Regions from separate parts of the Mus musculus genome. Here all the other regions are linked to region 1. The links are chromatin contacts, called in public ChIA-PET and HiChIP or PLAC-seq maps. All regions are on one chromosome and are shown on one strand. The core of a region is the stretch at or near the end of the contact, and the rest is flanking DNA. Distances in the headings are between cores, read along the strand shown. Region 1 has its middle 25 kb from the start of Gm34099. Region 2 overlaps Galntl6 (UDP-N-acetyl-alpha-D-galactosamine:polypeptide N-acetylgalactosaminyltransferase-like 6). Region 3 has its middle 41 kb from the start of Gm2921.

Region 1 (3,450 bases), core at 675-3,174:
GCGAATCTCCCCTTGTCAGCCACTCTTGCTCCCATGCATGGCAGGTAGATATACCCTCCCTCGACAGCGCGCTGCTCTTACAGCCTCACACCTTGGGCTCAGAAGGAAAGCGATTTCCAAGTTTCAAAGACAAACTTTAGAAATTCCGGTCACTCACCAGGCTTCTTGGGCCCTCCCTTTTGATGCAAGGTCATAAAGACTCAGGTTCTCACCTTGGTTTATGCTGTTGTTTGTTTTTTTTTACTTTATTTTATTTTTTTATTACAGGCTGTAGTTCTGCTTTATAAAGGAACAGGAAGTGAAAATAACCTTGGAATTCCAATCTTAAGTTGTTGTCGAGCGCCACCTGCTGTTTGTACTGAAAAGCAGCTTTAGAGGCGGGAAATATGCCTTTAATAAATACTTTAACCTATTGGCTATGTTTTACCACGGGAAAGAACCACGGCGGTGTTTTAGACAGCTGTCTGATTTTATGCAGGACTCAAGTCGTAGTAAAATAGCTCAAGAACAGTAGCTTACGCTATATTTCTTGAATTTCAGGTCCCGACTGTTCTTTAAGCCTACAAAAGAATTGAGTCGAAGTGAATTTCTGAAGAATATCCTTGTCCTTACTGCTGTTTCACAGGTGGACAAATAACATTTCCTGGACAGCCAACTGCTTTTTCCCCTGTATCTACACAGGATCTGTTTACTCTATGTGTCTCTTGACATGTGTGAATTGCAGTATAAATAATTTGCTACTGGTAATCGGCACAGATCATGAAAATTGCAAGGCAGGGGGTGACTCATTCAATTTTTATTGAATTATTGATTCTAAATTATTCATCCTCCCCAGCCTTTGCTCCCCTTTCCTGTGTATGCAAAAGACATACTTCTGGGCTTCCAATAGCTTCTTTGTCTTGACCAATGGGGCTTTCTTTGGTCAGTAGGGTGTGCTTTGAATGAATATGTGCCTGAGTGACTTCAATTAGGTCTGCCTTACCACTGACGGTCTCTACCAAAGCACAAAGCCTCCTCCCTCAGCTCCAGCTCCTGGAAGATGACATGGGTCACTGAACTAATCCCTAACAGAGGAGTTGAGCTTATCAGTCACAGCTGACCTATCTATGGTCAGCTCATGAGATGAATAGATGTTTTTTGTGTCTTTTAAATATTGTTGCTTGAGATCTTATTTTATTTATTTTACATGTATGGGTGTTTTGCCTGCATGCGTGTCTGGGCATCATCTGCGTGCAGTGCCCGAGGAAGGCAAAAGAGGGACCAGATCACCTGGAACTGGAGGTTGTTGGCTGATTGGGTTGGGTCTGGGAACTGAACCCAGATCTTCTGGAAAGGCAACCAGTGAGCCATCTCTGCAGTCCCTACACCTTTGTTTTTAATGTTTTCCAGCCACTTCTATTTTTCTAATGTTTAAAAGGCTTTAAATGTGGTAAAAATGTATACACATAAAAATCTATCATCTTATCAATTTTTAAGCGTACAGCTTGGTGCAAAATGCATTTATCTTGTGCACCCATCGCCACCGAATTTTCTTATCATTTCATCCTGTGACACGGAAATTCTGTATGCATTGAACAGAAACTTCCTGTTTCTCCTCACCTCTAGCACCTTTGGGGCACCGTCTTCATCACGACGGCCTCTATCAATGTAACGGTTCTCACGCCGTGACTTACATAGCCGTTCTCTTCTTGTGATTGATTTGTCTAGTGCAATGTCCTCTAAGTTCCTTCATACTGTTGTATATTTGATGTAGAATCATACTGTGCTGTGTATCTACTGTGTTTTGTGTATGCTTTCACATGTAGGTTGTTTCCTCCTGTGAGTAACTCTCAGCAACATTGCTGTGAGCCTAGCTATGCAGAACTCACTTCAAGTCCCCGCTTCCGATTCCATCGAGAGATGGGATTGCCAGATCATATGGTAACTCTGTTCTTATGTTGGTGCTTTCTACAACAGCTCGTCTCCCACCAGCAAAGCTCACCACATCCTTACTGACCCATTATGTGTTTCTTTTATGAGTCATCTTGATGCCTGGGAGGTGCTATCTCAATGTGGTTTTGTACAAACGTTTGCTTTTTAAGCTACGGAGGACTTGGGACTTTTTGTTTGTTTGTTTTATGTTCTTTGCTGTTGTCGATGATATTTTGTTTTGTTTTGGTTGTTTTCTGTGACGAAGGCTGACAGAGTTGGAACACAAGTCTGGCTGATTCCAAAACCTGCAGAAACTACCAGAGAAAAAGGGTATTGCCTCTAGAATGTGTTATTTAATTAATTTGTGATATGGGGAAAAAGAAGAGAGGGGGAGAAGGGAAGTGGTGGGGGAAGGGGGACCGGGAAAGGGAGAAACGGGAGGGAGAGGGGGAGGCAGGGGGAGGGAGATCACATTGTTAAGATTGTTACTCCCTCATTCTCTTTATGGCCCTTCTTTTTATCTTTGTAAAAATCACATATTAAGTCAAATGTAGTGGTGCATGCTTGTAGTCCCAGCTCTTGGGGGTGCAGGTGGGGGAATCAGAAATTCAGGGACAGCCTGGGTTACATGACATCCCGTCTCAAAGAAACCAAAAATAAAGTGTATGAAGCACTTTCTACCCTCTAATATAGTAGGACAGTGGTTCTCAACTTTGCTAATGCTGGTGACCCTTTAATACAGTTACTCATGTTGTGGTGACCCCCCCAACCAGAAAATTATTTTCATTGCTACTTCATAAGTGTAATTTTGCTACTGTTATGTATCATAATATAAATCTCTGATATGCAGGATATCTGATATTTGACCCCACACACACAGGATAGAGAACAGCTGTACTTGGCATTAAGCTTTTTAATGTTTGCAGCATGTTTCTCCTAGCAAATTTTAAGATAGAAAACATTTTTCCACTATAATCCCTATTTATAAAATGTGAGAGATAAAAAGTATTCATAATAAATTATTTATCTATCTATCTATCTATCTATCTATCTATCTATCTATCTATCTATTTATTTTTGATACAAAGCATTTAAGTGAATACACGAGGGGGCACTACCTGGGGAAAGAGGGGAACCATCCAGGGAGGGGCCAGGAATATGGGTCATGTCATTGTGGGAGGGGAGTAATTAAGTACAAAGTACACTGACATGTATATTTTAAAATATCACAATGAAACTATGCATGTTATGAACTATGTATGCTAACCTAAGACGAATAGATATCAAAAGAAAAATTTTTTAAATTAAAAATGATCGAATGGGGCTGGTGAGATAGCTCAACGGGTAAGAGCACTGACTGCCCTTCTGAAGGTCCTGAGTTCAAATCCCAGCAACCACGTGGTGGCTCACAACCACCTGTAATGAAATCTAATGCCCTCTTCTGGTGTGCCTGAAGACAGCAACAGTGTATCTATAATAATACACAAATCTTTAAAAAAAAAAAAAAAAAAGACTGAATGAAATAAAAGACCATTTCTG
Region 2 (3,450 bases), core at 491-2,990, 400 kb before region 1:
CCCAGATTGCTTTTGCCAAGCCTCTCTGAGAAACTTGCTAAAGGATATATAATAACATTATATATACAATAATCAGTATGATAAATATATCTAATATATAGTGTGTATAATATATTATGTATAATATATTACATTATTATATGTAATGATGTAATATGATCTGATATAATAATCAATATATAATAAACAAGTATATTGGAGCTGAGATCAAACATATAAACAAATCTATTAGGGGAAAAATATTCCAGTTGATTAGAACTGTAAAGCAAATTTAACTCCCGGTTATATGTGAGACACAATCAGATCAAAGTGGTAGAGAAAGGGTTAAAAATTAAAGAAGAAACAGAAATACATCAGATGAGTTCAAATAATGAGAAGCAGCATTTGAGAATTTGACATGTGATGAGAATTAGGATGCAGTATGAAATGATTTTTAAATGCTAAAAAAAAAATCATTATAATTCCAAAGGCGATTGAAAAATAAACTCCATGAGATCACTAGATTACTGGAGATTACTCCAGAAATTACTAAAAATGCATAGACATAGGCAGAATCACACTAAGAAGGCATTAATACAAACTCCCTTAGTCCCAAACTAGACAAAATAATAGTGCTTATAGAATTTAAACCATTAATAAATATAGTAGGTCTAATTCACAAATCTCTTTCTGGAAACCAGATTCAATTTATCTTATTTTCAAGTGCATAAATTTGAAAGCCTAGTGATGTTAAAAAGAAATGAAATTTTGTGAGGTGTGTGTGTGTGTGTGTGTGCGCGCGCGTGCCTGCATGTATGTACAAAAAGACACAAAATAAAATTACAAAAGGAAATGCCTTATATACTCAAACCTGAATTCAAATTTGTAATTAAGTCATGGGATTGTTTTGTATTTTTTTGTTGTTCTTGTTGTTTTGAAAATCAAAAGGATATTCCTGAAAATAGTTTTATGTCTTTTTAAATATTTAATTAATTGATGTATTTATTATGTGTGTGTGTGAAGCAGCAACAACATTCATGTTAAGGAAGACTTGAAGGTGTCAGCTCTTTCCTACCTTGGGAGCTCTGTGTGAGCTCTGGAGATTACCTCAGAGAGGTAGGTGTCCTGGTCACAGTTCTCTTGCTGTGAAGAGACACCATAACAACCCTACCTTTTGTGAAGGAAAACACTTAACTAAGGCCTTCCTTAAAGTTTCAGGGGCTTGTTGCATTATTATCACAGCAGGGAGCATGGCAGCAGGCTTAGCAGGCTTGGGACTGGAGAAGTGGCTGGGAGCTACTTCCTGATAGGCCACATCTACTCCAACAAGGCCACATCTCCTCATCTCTTCAAACACTTCCACTCCTGGAGAGTAAAACATTTGAGCCTATGGAGGCCACTCTTATCAAACCACCAGTCCGTCTTAGTAACAAGACTTTGTCTACATCAGGTTTCTCTCTTCAAAAATATTCTTTTAGCCTCAATGTCCTATCAGCACACTTGATTGTCTAGTATAGACTCAGAATTCTTCACTAAATAAATAAAGCAAAGATACGTGGAGACATAGCTGAAGTCAATTGCAAGGCCAGGAGAGTACAAGGTAGGCCAAAGAGAGTGGATATCAAAGCCTGGTGTGTTCAAGTGGCATGGAAACCAAAAACAAGTGGATCATAATTGTTACAAATGAGACAGTGCAAACCTCATAAGGTTGTTATAATGCATTCACACATTGTCGTGGTTTGAAGAAAAATGACTCTCATTGGTTCATAGGGAGTGGTGTTATTTGGAAGTGTGGCCTTTTTGAAGTAGGCCCTGAAGGAAGTGTGTCACTAGTGGTGGGCTTTGAAGTTTCAAAAGCTCAGACCAACCGCATTTTATCTCTTCCTTCTGTCTGCTGATCCAATTGTAGAACTTTCAGCTACTCTCTAGTACCAGGTCTGCCTGTTTGCTGCTATGCTTCCTGCCATGATAACAATGGACTAAAACCTCTCAACCTGTAAACCAGCCCCAATTAAATGTTTTCCTTTGTAAGAGTTGCAGTGGTCATGGTGTCTCTTCACAGCAATGGAAATCCTAAGACACACATATAATACTATCACTAGCCAAGCATGGGAGCATACACCTTTAGTCCTAGCATTTGGATGCCAAGGCATGTGTATCTCTATGCACTCAAGAACATTCTGGTCTACATAGTGACTTCTAGGACAGCCATGAGTGACTATACCTAAATTAATGAAATAAATACATTTTTTAAAGAAAAATAAGAGAACAAAACAAAAGCTTTGTAAGTGATGTTACAATGTAATTTTTCTTTGTAAGTCAGTTTACAATGAAACACTCTTCAAAGGAGCAAGAGAAAACTAGAAACACAGTAAAATCCCTTGACCATCATGAACAGTTACTAGGATCCTCAAATCACCATTATGAAAAAGTGACACTTAAACTCAAACAGTTAAGCGCTCTCCATGTGTATTCCAGGATGCCTAGAAGGTCATTGTACTTGAGGGTTGTTTATGCAGATGTCTAGATAATTAATTCAAAAGGAAAAATAGAAACATCAACATTTTGTAATCCATCCAATGCAGTACTAATTCAAGCAGCATTTACCACTAGATGGCAACCACTTGAGACAAATATAAGTACAAAATATTTACTATTCAATCATCAAGCTATCATCACCTCAAGCGCTCGATCAATTTTAGCATCTATGAAATACACACACAGTTTGTGAAGGAACAGACTATCGAAAAACATCTCTCTGAAACATTCTTATGGCAAAAATAACAACAAATAAACTTCCCATGTTAAAGGCTTTAATTCCAACACTTGGAAGCTGAAGTAGAGTATGTTTACCACAGCCTGGACCACAAAACACCACAACATGAGACCATATCTCAAAAATAAAAACAAAGTTATTAGATTACACTTGTTCAAGCTTGTAGCTATAAGTTCAGTCTTCAGGAAATGCAGGAGTAGAAGAATCTTTTTAAAAGTTTCTTTTTAAAGTCCCCAGAAGTAGAGACCTAATAGCTTAAGTCAGATCATGGTACAGGCCAAAAAAAAAAAGAAAAAAAAATAGGAGAGACAAGTGTCATAGATTATAATATTTACAAGACAACACAAAAACAATGAAGTGACACTTGACAGAATTATGAATAAAATAAACTATCTGAAAGAGGGTTACATCAAGACCAAAGACATGTATGGATGTGAAAGTACTGGATATTGGTGGTATAAGAGCCTCTCTCTGTCTCTGTCTCTGTCTCTGTCTCTGTCTCTGTCTCTGTCTCTCTCTCTCTCTCTCTCTCTCTCTGTCTTTCTGTGTGTGTGTTTGTGTGTGTGTGTGTGTGTGTGTGTGAGGAGATTGACTAGTTAAAAATATCTTTCAAAGCAAAAGGTATTTGGAAAGCAATAAAATAATAAGACAAAATACTAATGGCCTTCTAAGTTCACTGATCAGCCCGTAGGCGA
Region 3 (3,450 bases), core at 261-2,760, 330 kb before region 1:
GTGTGTCTGAAGCCAGGTGCACTGTACTCATATAAATAAAAAAAGAAAGAAATCTTTTTTTAAAAATGTACCTGTATCAACTTTACTCAATAAGCTAGCTCCCAGCTCCAATGACTTTAATTTAGGACTTTCACTCTTAAATTATACAGTGCTCTAATGTTCTGTGCAAATTAAAATGATATGTAACTTTAAAATAGTAATAAAGTCAAATAGAATAACTATATATAAATGTAAGAATGAATCTGAAAGATAGAGAACATGTTTTATTTCCTTTGCAGGGGTAGGGGAGGAGTATTCAGTAATAGTATCAGACAGAACAAAGTAACACTATGGCCTACCATTAAAAATGTGAGATAGCTTGCCATCTACTTATTCTGTGAATTATTGATTGATTCATTAGTCAAGCATTTACCCAGTAGCTGGGAAATACTAGTTCACATGCATTTACCAAAGTTCATAATACTGCTTCCTGGCAAAGCTTTCCCCTGTGAAGCTGGTCACATAATCAAATTTATAGTAGAACCAGTCAAACGCTCTATAAACCTTGCCAGGGGCTGAAAATCCTCTTAATGGATTAGAAAACCACAGCCAGATGTAACATTTAGAGGAAAGTTATTCTTTATAATAATATTACACTCTGCTACTATTGTTTAATTAAAAAAAAACAACTAAAAAATTTAAAGCAACTGAAGATGACTCAGAAAAATAAGAAAATACTGTGTATTCTTAAAGTCTTCAGCCTTTACAGAATAAAAATGTGTAGTAATCTTCACACAGGAAAATACTAGGAATAGACACCCTTAGGAGTTCAAGATGCTGTCTTCCTTATTCCTAAATTCTCCCTCCTGGCCCAGCTAGCAAAGAGCGTGCAATGGTTCACAAGGGAGCAGTTCTGAATTCTTGTTGGTACGACTGACAGTCTCTTGAACCGTAACTAGATGTTTCACAGTTAATTTGTGGATAACCTGTAAAATCCAAATTTTCTGCACTTTTATTGAGTTAAAAGAACCTGAAACTTTTCCTAAAATAGTGTCTTCTCGGTGGTACTCTGATCTAGCATGAGAAGATGAACAATTTATTCCTGAGAATTGGAGATAAACTGCATTGTGACTGCAAGACATTAGCCATGTGAAAACCATCTATCTTATGTTTGATATGGCAAGATCTTTGAAGCTGTGTGATTTATAAACATAAGTTTCGCTAGTTCATAGTTTTAGAGGCTAAAGTTCCCAAGTCAAGTACTGTTATGTGATACTATTCCTGTAGAGGAATTAGCAAGCATCTACTCAACCCATATAGACAACCATTGACAGTTCAAAGTTCATATATCACACATTGGTATTTCACATTTGTGAACCAATAAGGGGGGGGTTTACTTACAGGTAAGGGGCTATGATAGGAGTAAAAATGACATCTGTAGCACCCAAGCCGGTCCCAGCATGGGTGACAGCTCACCAAAGCTGGAAACCTAGTGTGCATTGCACAACTGTAAGTAGATCAGAAGGTTGGAGAGAGCTCTTTCTAGGTAAGTCAATAGATCTGAGCTTCTTCCTGCCATCTTGGACGATCTCTGCTTCTTCCAGATAGTTCATCATTTTTTAATACCTATCAGCAGACAGTTCAGCTTGTTTCTAAATACATATCAGCAGACATTATAGCTTATATATGCTAGGAGAGAGAGAGAGAGAGAGAGAGAGAGAAAGAGAGAGAGAGAGAGAGAGAGAGAGAGAGAGAGAGAGAGAGAGAGAGGAGTTGTTTACTTCCTGAGTTTAAAGAGCTTCCCTCCAAGATGGGAGGTTTCAATCTCAGAGGAAATGGTTACAGAAAACTTAGTCTCTGGTAAGGTCCTTCTACTTTGTCACAGCATGCTAGACAGAAAGGCTGCATGAGGTAAGAGGAAATAAGAGAAATTACACTAATTCTTTAGTATAAACCTGTTCTCAGGAGAGCTTACCTACTCCTGTTAACTTAACCTACCCCATGAACCCAGCAAGAATCCCTTCATAAGAGCAGTTGTTTTCCACTAGAGTTTGTTCTCTGTCACTGTGATAAAAACACTTAAGAAAATCAAGTTTGGTAGGAAAGGGTTATTTCATCTTGTAGTTCTTAGTCCATTATCAAGAGAAAGCAGGGGAGGAATTCAAGACAGGAAGCAGCAGACAGAAGCTGTAGCACAAATGGTGGAGGAACATTGTTTATGGCTTACTTACCTTGGCTTGCTCAGCTTTCTTCCTTTTAAAGCCCAGGCCCACCCACCCAGGAATGAGGTGCTGCCTACAGTAGACTAGGTCCTCCTAAATCAGCCAGCAACCAAGAAAAATACCCCACAGATAAGTCTGACGGAGGCAACTCTGACTTCCCAGTTAGCTTCCGTTTGTGTCAAATTGACAAAAACTAGCCAGCACAACTGACCGCTTATGATCTTGACACATCACTACCGAATAACTCCCTTATCTTCAAGATATCATGTTAATATCGTAACATAAGGTAAAGCTCAGTCCTACTTTTAAAAGTCCCACAGTCTTTAAAAAAATTCCACACTTTAATAGCTTAGTGTCTCCTTAAAATATCCAAAGTCTCTCAAATGTGGGCTGCTATAAAACACAAAATCAATTTCATATTTTCTTATTTTAAAAAGGGAAGAACCAGGGTGCAATTACAATCAGTTAAAAAACAAAATTTAAATCTAATAACATAAATAGATCACGGTCTGGTTTCTGGAATGTATTTATGATCTTCTGTGCTCCAGGGAGCTTTAGAAGCCCCAATGCTCTAGGTGACCAATGCCACAGCACACACAGGTTGTCTTCTAGGCAGGGTGGTCCACTCCATATCTACTGCTCTCCTTAGTGGTCATCTGATAGGCCTTCCTCTAATATCTTGGGGTCTCTGCCGCAGCTGAAACTTCTTTTTTTTTTTCCTTTTTTTATTAGGTATTTTCCTCGTTTACATTTCCAATGCTATCCCAAAAGTCCCCCATACCCACCCACCCCCAACCCCCTACCCACCCACTCCCCCTTTTTAGCCCTGGCATTCCCCTGTACTGGGGCAGCTGAAACTTCTGATGGCCCCCTGACCTCCTTTGGGACTCTGACCCTCTAAGAAGTTAAAACCCTTAACTTCTCACCATGACCCCTTCAGGTCTGGAGTTTTCACTGAAACTGAGGCTGAGCCTTCATCATGGCTTTCTGGCATCTCTTTAGGGACTCTGACCCAGCCACTTGGTGTCATATTTCAGTTTCTCTGCAGGACCCCTTCAATCCTGCAGCTCCCAGGCCACTAACAACCAGTTAACTAACTTAAGGCAATTTCTCTAGCAACACTCAAAAAGCTTCTATTTTCTCACCCACTGGCTTTAAATTTCTCTTTAAAAAAAAAAAACATATTTACAAGTTTTCACTCCCACCAGCAATGAAGGAATGTTTCCCTTGCTCCACATCCTCACCAATA

The links. ChIA-PET counts read pairs in DNA pulled down with a chosen protein or histone mark. HiChIP or PLAC-seq counts read pairs in DNA pulled down with a chosen protein or histone mark.
Region 2: a BATF HiChIP or PLAC-seq map of CD8 T cells shows a contact between it and region 1, with 7 read pairs. The contact joins two enhancer-like sites. A contact is called at or near these places in 1 of 39 promoter capture datasets (the 3T3-L1 cell line), 5 of 484 Hi-C or Micro-C datasets (3T3-L1-derived adipocytes, beige adipocytes, bone marrow-derived dendritic cells and 2 more), 4 of 115 datasets of contacts at active chromatin or transcription factors (CD8 T cells, embryonic basal ganglia, expanded potential stem cells and 1 more) and 1 of 9 other capture datasets (embryonic stem cells).
Region 3: a contact with region 1 is called in an RNA polymerase II ChIA-PET map of memory CD8 T cells, with 6 read pairs. The contact joins two enhancer-like sites. A contact is called at or near these places in 5 of 115 datasets of contacts at active chromatin or transcription factors (embryonic basal ganglia, embryonic stem cells and memory CD8 T cells) and 1 of 9 other capture datasets (embryonic stem cells).

Annotation. Positions count from the first base shown.
Region 1 is chr8:57,426,290-57,429,739 of GRCm38.p6, reverse strand. No RefSeq gene overlaps it. Among named protein-coding and RNA genes, the nearest start is that of Gm34099, 25 kb to the right of the region's middle. Within about 2 kb of position 1,924, at least 64 of the 459 cell types and tissues checked have an H3K27ac peak or open chromatin away from gene starts, as enhancers often do. A contact at or near this core is called in CD8 T cells and memory CD8 T cells, where this site is marked.
Region 2 is chr8:57,826,826-57,830,275 of GRCm38.p6, reverse strand. All of the region lies in intron 9 of Galntl6 (UDP-N-acetyl-alpha-D-galactosamine:polypeptide N-acetylgalactosaminyltransferase-like 6), which reads left to right. Among named protein-coding and RNA genes, the nearest start is that of Gm2921, 29 kb to the right of the region's middle. Within about 2 kb of position 1,740, at least 11 of the 459 cell types and tissues checked have an H3K27ac peak or open chromatin away from gene starts, as enhancers often do. A contact at or near this core is called in CD8 T cells and memory CD8 T cells, where this site is marked.
Region 3 is chr8:57,757,416-57,760,865 of GRCm38.p6, reverse strand. No RefSeq gene overlaps it. Among named protein-coding and RNA genes, the nearest start is that of Gm2921, 41 kb to the left of the region's middle. Within about 2 kb of position 1,510, at least 6 of the 459 cell types and tissues checked have an H3K27ac peak or open chromatin away from gene starts, as enhancers often do. A contact at or near this core is called in memory CD8 T cells, where this site is marked.